Linked DNA regions of Triticum aestivum: region 1 is linked to region 2. A link is a contact called in public Hi-C data. All regions are on one chromosome and are shown on one strand. The core of a region is the stretch at or near the end of the contact, and the rest is flanking DNA. Distances in the headings are between cores, read along the strand shown. Region 1 holds the start of LOC123085251 (DNA polymerase I). Region 2 holds the start of LOC123085246.

Region 1 (4,771 bases), core at 1,239-3,738, 510 kb after region 2:
AGATATTCCGGATTTTTCTTATTTGATATCTTCAAGGCAAATCGACCCAATTCAGTGGCTGATGAAGTTTTGAACCCTTTTTCTAACATTCGTTGAAAATTTGTGTGTTTCTGCTTGAGCCGTATGAGATGAATTTTTCATATACGGTTCTTAGAGGGGGACTCGGGTTAGTTACCAATCTCAATAAAATATTTTTAAAATAAATACGGAATTATTATATTATAAAGTGGTCTGGACTTGCAACCTACAAGTGTTATAAGTCCATAATGAAGTATTGACATCAATGAAATTTAACCTCAACCAAGTTGCACTATTTTGTTGTTCTTTGAGTTAATGTTGTTTATTGTTGTCAGGTTGACACGTTGTTTATTGTTGTCAGGTTGACACATCTTCAGGGGAAGCTGATGAAGATGGTGTGGAGGATGAATACCAGCTAGAAGACCTTGAAATTGTTTCAGCTGATTATATGCTGAGGGTCGCAGTTTCTAACTTTAGGAATGCCTGGGAGAATATGGACCCAGAAAGTGAGCGTGTGGATGAGTATGGACTCGGGGCTAGAGAGAGCTTGGCTGAGGCTGTGAGTGCTGTCACTAGTATCCTTGGCATGCAACCGTGTGAGGTGAGCTTCCAGTTCTTTAAAGTTTAACTAATATTGGTCAAATAACTTGCCTGTTTTCCTATTCATCCTTAGCTGTTTCTTCGAGCATCACCACAACTGAACCCAAGAATTTACATACATTGTGTGGTGCCTTATGCGTTCTACATTTATGTTGCTGTTCCTGTTCTTCCACCATTATGGGATGGGACGGGACAAAATAATTGACTAATCGACATACTTGGCAGTGGCATGCGACATTCAATTGAACTTGTATTTTTAGAGGTTTCAAATGGACTACAACATACGGATGCATATAGACATATTTTAGAGTGTAGATTCACTCATTTTGCTCCGTATGTAGTCCCTTGTTGAAATCTCTAAAAAGACTTGTATTCGGGAATGGGGGGAGTACATTGGAATCTATAATGTTTTGTTCACGACCAAAATCTGCCGTACTAATCTTTTTGGTTATGCGAAAAAATTGATCTTTTTGTATGGTTGCTAATGTTTTGGCATGCCCACACCCCTTTGCCCGCTCTAGTTTATTTCCTTCCCAACATTGGCCAAATCATTGGCAGGCACCATTATTCAGATTGGCCAAACTTTTTTTTTTTTGCGCATAACAGATTGGCCAAACTTCTTTGTAGGTTCATCTTGGGTTGTGAACTAAACACCCCGAAAACTTCTGAAAAACTGAAAGTTGACAACAATGGTTACTCATGTTTGCAGGGCACTGAGGTTGTACCAAGCAATGCAAGATCGCATGTTTGCCTGCTTTCTGGAGTGTATATAGGGGGCGTCAAGGTTCTTGTCAGGTTATCATTCGGACTAAGCGGGCCCAAGGAAGTGGCGATGAAGCTGGCGGTAAGGTCAGATGACCCCGAAGTCAGCGACAAGATCCATGAGATTGTTGCCAGTGGGTAAAACGGATGGTGGCCTCTGCCCCTGCCAAAACCTGTGTAGAGCCGGTAAATAGTCTTCAGTATCATGTCAGAAAGAAAATAGTTTTCAATTTTGTTTGAAAATTGTACTGTACCTGTTGATGTTCGGTATTTACAGAATGCTCTTGGCTTCCTGCGTACTGCTGCTCAGAAGTGAGAAGTGTATCTTGTACCCCTTGCGTTCAGCCGTTCACTGCACAGTTAATTTCTGAGCATGTTTTGTCTCAAATGAAATATGTTATGGTGTATTGATATGCAATCTTGCTGCTGTAAAATGTGTGGGCTAATCTGCTAGTCGAATCTCTCACTATTTCCCTCTGTTTCTAAATACAAGTCTTTTAGATATTCATAGACTATTCATAGACTACATACGGAGCAAAATGAATAAATCTACACTCTAAACTACGTCTATATACATCCGTATGTAGTCCATATTGAATTCTGTAGAAAGACTTGTATATATTTAGGAACGGAGGGAGTATACACAAATGCCATGCATGCTTGTGTGGAAATTGCTAATGGAGCACGAGCTCCATGGAGCCTTTACTTTGGAAACATCAAAAAACAAGTTCAAAAAATTCTGAAATAAAACACACATACATATGGATGTACATTACTCTGTAAAGGTTTCATGGCGAAATACATTTTTATGCTGGAAAGTACATGATTTTTTTTACAGCTCACATCAAAATGTATTTCGTCATGAAATTTCACACACATCTAGTATGCATCTACAAATACTTGTGCATTTATGTTAGTTGTTTTAGAACTCAAAAAGTAGATTTTTAAAAATTTCAGGCTCTATGGAGCCCGACAGCAAAAAATCCACAGGTAAAAAAAGTTTAAATTGCCGGGATTTGAACCCGGGTCGCCTGGGTGAAAGCCAGATATCCTAACCGGGCTGGACGACAATGGATTTGTGAAAATAAGTACTTCGTTACCTTTTTATCTGATAAATTTAGGAGCAACACAGCCAAGCCTATTCCCACGGTCCTCGCGGCCGCCACGCCATTTGCTCCTCTCCCAACTTCCGTGGTCGTGCTGCTGAATCAGCCCCAAAAGGGAACCGCCTACAAACTCCTTGCCCACGGCCCGCCGGCTGGCACTGGCTTCCCCCGCCGCCCGCGACTGGAGCGCTGCGGGCACCCGGTCCGTCGATGGCGTGCTGCTGCTTCCGCGCCGCCGCGGTGCCCCGCCTCCTCTTCCGCGCCGCCGCGCGGCCCCTCCAGTTGCCGCTCGCCGTCTCCCGAAGGGTACGTACGTGTTCTGCGCCCCCCTTCTCTGGTACCCGACGCACTCCTTCTCGCACGGTTTGGCAGATTGGGGTTGGAGAGGGCTTGTAGAGAGAAAAATAGGGGAATGCCACATTTAATTAGCCCTAGTATAAAATCGGTGAAGCTTCGGCGAACATTCCATTGTTACCTGTACCACATTGCCTCTGGATAAAGTTTCTTCTTGTTCAGCCGAGCACCTTCGCGTAGTTGCGTTGCAAATTGTACGGCTCAACCCTTTTTCGATTCAAAATGATAGTGATTCATGTGGTTTATAACCTACCCTTAATGTTTTCTATTGCGAGTATTGATTAATTACTGGTCCTATTTTGTCTTTGACGCACTAGGGTTTCTCGGGGCAGTCAGTCCTGCCAGTCACTGATTCGATCGAGAGTTTTCAAGGACCATCAGTGGATCATGCCCCACGGATTCCGTTATATGACGACAGCTTGCCCTCAGGTGTGTCGACCATATTAACGAATCCTGGTGAGAATGTCGCTCCTGCTGACCCTTCAAAGAGTAGAATCATGCTTGTTGATGGAACCTCAGTGATGTACAGATCCTACTACAAGATATTAGGTCAGTGTTTTCCTCGTGCACTCACTATTGGTACATCTTGTCATTTTGCTTTGCCTTTTTTCTAGTTGTTACGGTAAGTTTATGTCTAGAAACGTAATGTCGTGACAGTCACCTCTTTGTGATCCTCATTCCTCAAGACATTTCGTTTCATATGCTTGGTAAGTTGTCTTGGAACATGTATTGAAGTCAGCACTTGTTCTGGCAAAGCAAATGTTGGAACTCAACTTAGACATGATATTGTTGGACTTAGGTCTACTTTAATATGATAGTTGGAGTATAGCAGAATTCTGTCGTTATCCTAGACACTGGGAAAAGAAATATTACATGCTTCCACACATGCAATCTCGAGTCCGTAACAACATGACATGGGACATTTTTTCTATTTCATTACCCACCCTATGTGCATCGTTTTCAGAGACTGATGGTTTAGCTGTCCAGCTGCTGTATTGTTTATCCTGTAATGTGCACATCCATTACCTTCTAATCCGTCTATCTGGTTGAACTGTGTGCTATGCTTGAACAGAAATTCCTAACCAATGTCCTTAGTACAGATTTAGAGACCAATTGTAATACAAAACTACAGAGTAGTCTGATCAATCTGTGAAATTTGTTCTTAAATATCTAAGTTTGTCATACATTAAACCTGTTTGAGAAATTTACTCTTTCCCATTGCTCGTTTTCAGTGTTGTAATCTACACCTCATCTATTCTTTTTCCATCGATGTAGCACAGCTGCAACATGGTCAGTTGGAACATGCTGATGGCAATGGGGATTGGGTTTTAACTATATTCAAAGCTCTGTCACTGGTGAGTAGGACTTAATGAATTATTTGTAGCTTTGAAATGACATCCTCAACATTAATAAACTCAAATTTGTATATGATGGGTCTTGCAGTTATGGGTTGTTTCATGTAGAGTTTGTGTGAAACGCAATCTGCTAGGGCAATTCTGTTTCTTCATTTGTATTTTTATTCGTGTAGTGAATACGGTCCATGGTTGTATTTTTCTCTCTTTATAAACAATTTTCTCACCATCCACTGGGCACTACTAATCCAACAAGTAGGAACCAGGGGGAAGTGAAAAAAATATGGAAGGTCAGGAAAGTTGAGAAACATTTTGGAGTTTAAGTATGTTTTTGATCAATGGCACATTGTACTGGATGGTCAGTGCAATATTTATTCCACCATGCTTGTCTTCATATGACGTTTAGTTAATGAATTATAGTGACAGATAATAGGATGTTTTTCTTATCAAGTTTTTTTCAGTAGGCATCTTTGACCATTAAGGCGGATCTTATAGGTCAGAGTTTTGGGAAAAGACAATATTCTGTACATATCTGCCTATTTCAGAGTTGTGATGTTTATTGACCACAAAAGTTTATCC
Region 2 (4,814 bases), core at 1,095-3,594:
CCCGAGATATGCTTGATCCACTTTTTATTAGCAAGGACGAGAGAACCATCACAGTGTTAGTGATGTGGACAATCTAGACAAGTTGAAACAAGTAATTTTAGAAGGATCTAATACACCAACCGCACAAGTTCCATGGAGATCATTGATGAGCTTATCAAGTCGCTAGATCTACCAGTGTTAGATTCGGTGTCCCATCCACAGGTAACGCAAAGGTGGAAACCACTAGAGGAGGGGTGTATTATGATTAATTCAGATGGACCAATTTGCTCGGGGAGGAGATCAGGAGGCGGTGGTGTTGCGGCGTGTGATCACACATGGATTTTTTTAGGGCTGATGTGCTAAACATGAAGACACCCTCATCGCTTACAGTGGAACTAATGGTAGGCCAGGATGCGATGTTAATGTCAATAGTAGTGCTAGAGACTGCCTACGAGATGATGTCTGCCCTAATGGCATGCTGAAGATGACCGATCCATCTGATCACTACTGATTCGTGAGATGAAACTCTATTTCACAAGCTTATAAACTCTATTTCACAAGCTTATAGGGACTCACAGTTCTATTCGTGAGGAGAAGTGCAAATGTTCCGACTCACTTGTGTCTGAAGGAAGCACTTAGTTTACCTAATCATTTTGTTGATTTTGATGCAATTCCTGGCTATCTGATTGATGTTGTATAATTAGATATGTGTCCCCTATTTATTAAAGTGCCATGAAGGCGGTTCTAAAAAATCATCGATCCATCACTCGCAAAAAAAACATTGGTCCATGTTGGTGTTTTAGTTGGTGAGATTACATATCAGTTGCTTACAAAATTACATGTTTGTTGAAAAAATAGACGTAATGCAATTCTCGCAAGATAGATAGCGAATCACATGCCTCCAAATACTACATACAATGATTTTCATCCCGTATAAGTTGACTACAATGGAGTCAATGTGTTTTCAGTGAAGGAAATCATTCTTTGGAAGCGATCCTAGCAAAAACGATAATACATGAATAATAATAAATAAACACAACATCTCTATATTTTATCAAAATCCAACCCCCCTTTCCTTCAAAGCCGTATCCGTTTCATGTGAACTTCACACATATAACACAACATTTTACTAAAAAACATCTTTTGGTGACTCACAATGATTGAAACACATTTTATACCACATGATAACATTAGAATGGCTTTGGCGCTATGCAAGTTGATATGTAGGGATGTAATTTATCCATATATCATTTCTTCCTTTTTATTTACCAATGACTTCTTTGGATTTCACGATTCATATTTTCTTTGGAAAATTTTGTCCTTATGATTTTGCCCCTTTGAATCATAGGACTGAAGTTGTCAATCATAGGACCCTAGTTTCATGGGGGACAAAATCAACATGAGCGACATTCCTCCAAAGCTTTATGTTATGAACTATCCAAATTACGGTTATCAAGTTGATGTGTTTTAATATCTTTTAGGAATTTATCGCACATGACATTCCTATCATTTTTCTTATTCCCGTGTTAAATAGAAAGCCCTAACATCCCGCACAACAATCTAAGATGTGATCCACTGGCTGTCTTGAGAAAATAAACCTTTGTATTGTGAAAATAAAATGACACAAGTGTTTATGTTGTCTCCATTTTATACATTCATTGTTTGCCTTCAAGATGGGATCTACTGCTAAACTCATAAACCAAAACTTTGTAATCACCTTTTCTAGGCACATGCGTGCCATTATTTTCCTTGGAGAGACCAAACAATCTGAAAATGCCCTTAAGATTCACGTGGTACTATTCTATTAATTATAGTCAGTTAGTCACATATAATAAATATTTGGCTATTTGTATTGTATCTTATATATCAAGCTTATAAGATTTGATTTATTTCCTTTGAACATCTATATAGTTTGATGCTAAGTTCTAAAAGGATGTAAACTATTTCCATGTTGTCTGGGAGTTTTCCACGTTGTTCTAGTGTATGAATCGACACTAGCTGAATGGGGGATGACACGCTCACATTTACAAGTTTAGTCATTATGAACTTATGATGACACACCATGTGACACCCATCGACTGTGAAACGGGAATTCGGTGTTCCACGAGGACCCAAAGATAAAAACACGTCGCACCACACCAGATTTCGAACGCCTGAACAATGGTAAACCACGGCGGCTGTTTTAACCAGCCCGTCTAAAATCCCGAAACCAGTAGAACGGACCGTGGCGGTTAAAAAACCAGTAGAACGCCTGAACAATCGAACCGCGCGGCCTAGCCTAACCGTGGCGGTTAAAAAACGTACGACGCCGTCGCGTTCCCTCCCCCCTCTTCCTCCTCATCTTCTTCCTTTTACCCCACCCCACCCCCCGCCCCGCCTCACCTCACCTCATCATTCCCCACCTCCCCCCCATCTCGCCCTCTCGCCAGCAAAAACCCCGGTGGCGCGACCACCGCGGCCGATCCGCCCCAGCCCCGGACCCAGCTCCGGCCACGCGCCCCGCCCCCTCGCTCTCCGGCCGCAGGTGTCGCCGCCGGCGTCGGCGGCGGTAGATCGGGCGCGGAGACGTCGTTGCGTGTTGAGGGCCGCGGGGGGACTTGATGGCGGGGGTCGCGGCGGAGACGGCCGTGGCTTCGGCCTCGGGATCGGGGATCTGGTCGCGGCGGCGGGACGAGATCACGTTCGATCGCCTCCAGAAGGTAACGCGGCGTGGGCGTCGATTCCGTACTGTGCCGGGGTTTCATTTGAGATGTGAGAATTGGGGTTCGGCGGTGGCGTCCCTGCGAATCTGTGACTGAGCTGGCTGCCCCGCGTCTGCCTTGGATTGGCTCGGGTTCGGTGTGTAATTCACATAAAAGGCACCGTGTCGGGGAAACCGAGGCGTTTTAGTTGGTGATATCAAAAAGGATTCGCCCCCCTTGGGCCCTCCCTACTAAGCTTAGCTTGCTTGGATTGGATATTTATGTTCCCAGTGAATTATGGTTCTTAGATTCAACAGGATTTCCCATGTGCCCCTGACGAGCATATATGTACTAGTACTAGTTACTCTGTGGGTAGCCAGATTGCATTGACTTTGAGTTGGTGCATTGCTCTTAGGGACTCTAACCCTTGGAGTTGCACATTTGGTTTGGTATGTTTAAATAGGAAAACAGGATTGGGCCTTATTGATACTTGTCATTATGAGTTTGGTTTGGTATGGGTTGAATTGGAGTGGTCAGTCATGGAGTCGTCTCGCAAAGGCTTGAGACACTTGATTTAGAACTGGTTTCGAATTCTTCCTGATTCGAGAAGGATGTAAAGCAATAATTCTGGCATGTCATAATGCTCGATTGAGTTGGGAAAACAAAATTCTGTCAGAACACTTGAGATGTAAACTATTGGCTCAAAACAGGATATATATTTCTTGAAATTTTCATCGAGTTGTGATGAGACTGAGTTCATATCAACTAATCATGCACCTCACTCTCCGATCCCAAGTCTTCATACTTTACATCTTTCACTTCCTTCGATGATAGTAGTAGGATGATAAGCTAGCAAGCACAGCAAGTGGAATTTAGATTGGATATCAAATGGTGATACAGGTAGAATAAATAAGTGTGCTTTGTTTTGTATCTCTGTCGTGGAATATTAATATGCCATGTCATTTATTGTTTTAAATTTGTTTACGTTTCTACAATGACCTTCGATTTTCCGTTACAACTCTCCCGAGGCACCTTGACTTTGCCGCACTCCGCCTTGGTTGAAGCTGTAAATGTGCTCAATTTTCCGTTACAACTCTCCCGAGGCACCTTGACTTTGCCGCACTCCGCCTTGGTTGCAGCTGTAAATGTGCTCAATTTTCCGTTACAACTCTCCCGAGGCACCTTGACTTTGGTGCACTCCGCGTGTCCGCCTTGGTTGGAGCTGTAAATGTGCTGGTGCCGTACTCTTGTGTAAAATCATGATTGATTTCTATTCCATAATAGATTTTTCTTGTCCCCGCGTTTGGAGTATCCACTTTCCTATGTAATGGAAATAAAACCAGAATGTGTATTTTAAGTGGTATCATATTTTTATCTTGGAAAATGAAGTTATGTGAGTTTCAAGATAACTTTTATGACTGTGGATTGAACTTGTTTCAGTTCTGGAATGATTTGCCACCGCAAGCACGGCGGGAGCTTCTAAAATTGGATAAGCAAACCCTCATTGAACAAGCTCGCAAGAATTTCTACTGTTCAAGGTGCAATGGGTTGCTTTTGGAAAATTTCAAGTCACTGCAGCAAGAAGTTTCAGATATTGATTGTCTGAGCTCAAGTGGTGAATCAAAGATTAGGCAGCAAAATGGATCTCAGGATCCATCTGTTCACCCTTGGGGAGGTCTTGCAACAACAAAGGATGGCATCCTTACGCTTATTGACTGCTTTATGAAAGCTAACTCGCTACGGGTGCTCCAGAATGTAAGTGTAAACAATTGTGCCATAACTCGTGGTTCATATTTTATTTTGTTCTCTGCATTGGTGAACTAAGGTTGATAACTATGATATTTTCGTATACTGAATTAGTGATCCTTATTTGTCTGAACTAATCGCTCTTTGTTATATCTGAAGCAATCTCAAATCATGCATGTGGCTGTGGTTTTTACTCACAATATTTAATTCTAGATTAGACATATTTGATCACTCTATTTCCTAATGCACCCGCCATTTGTTTAATCAGGTATTTGACAATGCACGACTGAGAGAAAGGGAACGAGAAATGCTTTATCCTGATGCATGTGGTGGGGGTGGCAGAGGATGGATTAGCCAAGGGATGGCTAGCTATAGCAGGGGGTATGGAACAAGAGAAACATGTGCTCT

What was found. A called contact is a pair of places that touch in the nucleus more often than the background predicts.
Region 1: a contact with region 2 is called in a Hi-C map of leaf, with 4 times the contacts expected there. The contact joins the promoter of LOC123085251 here to the promoter of LOC123085246 in region 2. A contact is called at or near these places in 2 of 5 Hi-C or Micro-C datasets (both in leaf).

The regions. Positions count from the first base shown.
Region 1 is chr4A:76,897,535-76,902,305 of IWGSC CS RefSeq v2.1, forward strand. LOC123085251 (DNA polymerase I) reads left to right here and starts at 2,489. Exons shown (of 14, transcript XM_044506876.1): 1 at 2,489-2,792; 2 at 3,158-3,389; 3 at 4,116-4,195. The coding sequence starts at 2,697. LOC123085248 (coatomer subunit gamma-1) reads left to right here. Exons shown (of 18, transcript XM_044506873.1): 17 at 380-619; 18 at 1,328-1,798. The coding sequence ends at 1,522.
Region 2 is chr4A:76,382,757-76,387,570 of IWGSC CS RefSeq v2.1, forward strand. It overlaps LOC123085246, which reads left to right and starts at 2,345. Exons shown (of 8, transcript XM_044506871.1): 1 at 2,345-2,678; 2 at 4,101-4,415; 3 at 4,675-4,814. The coding sequence starts at 2,580.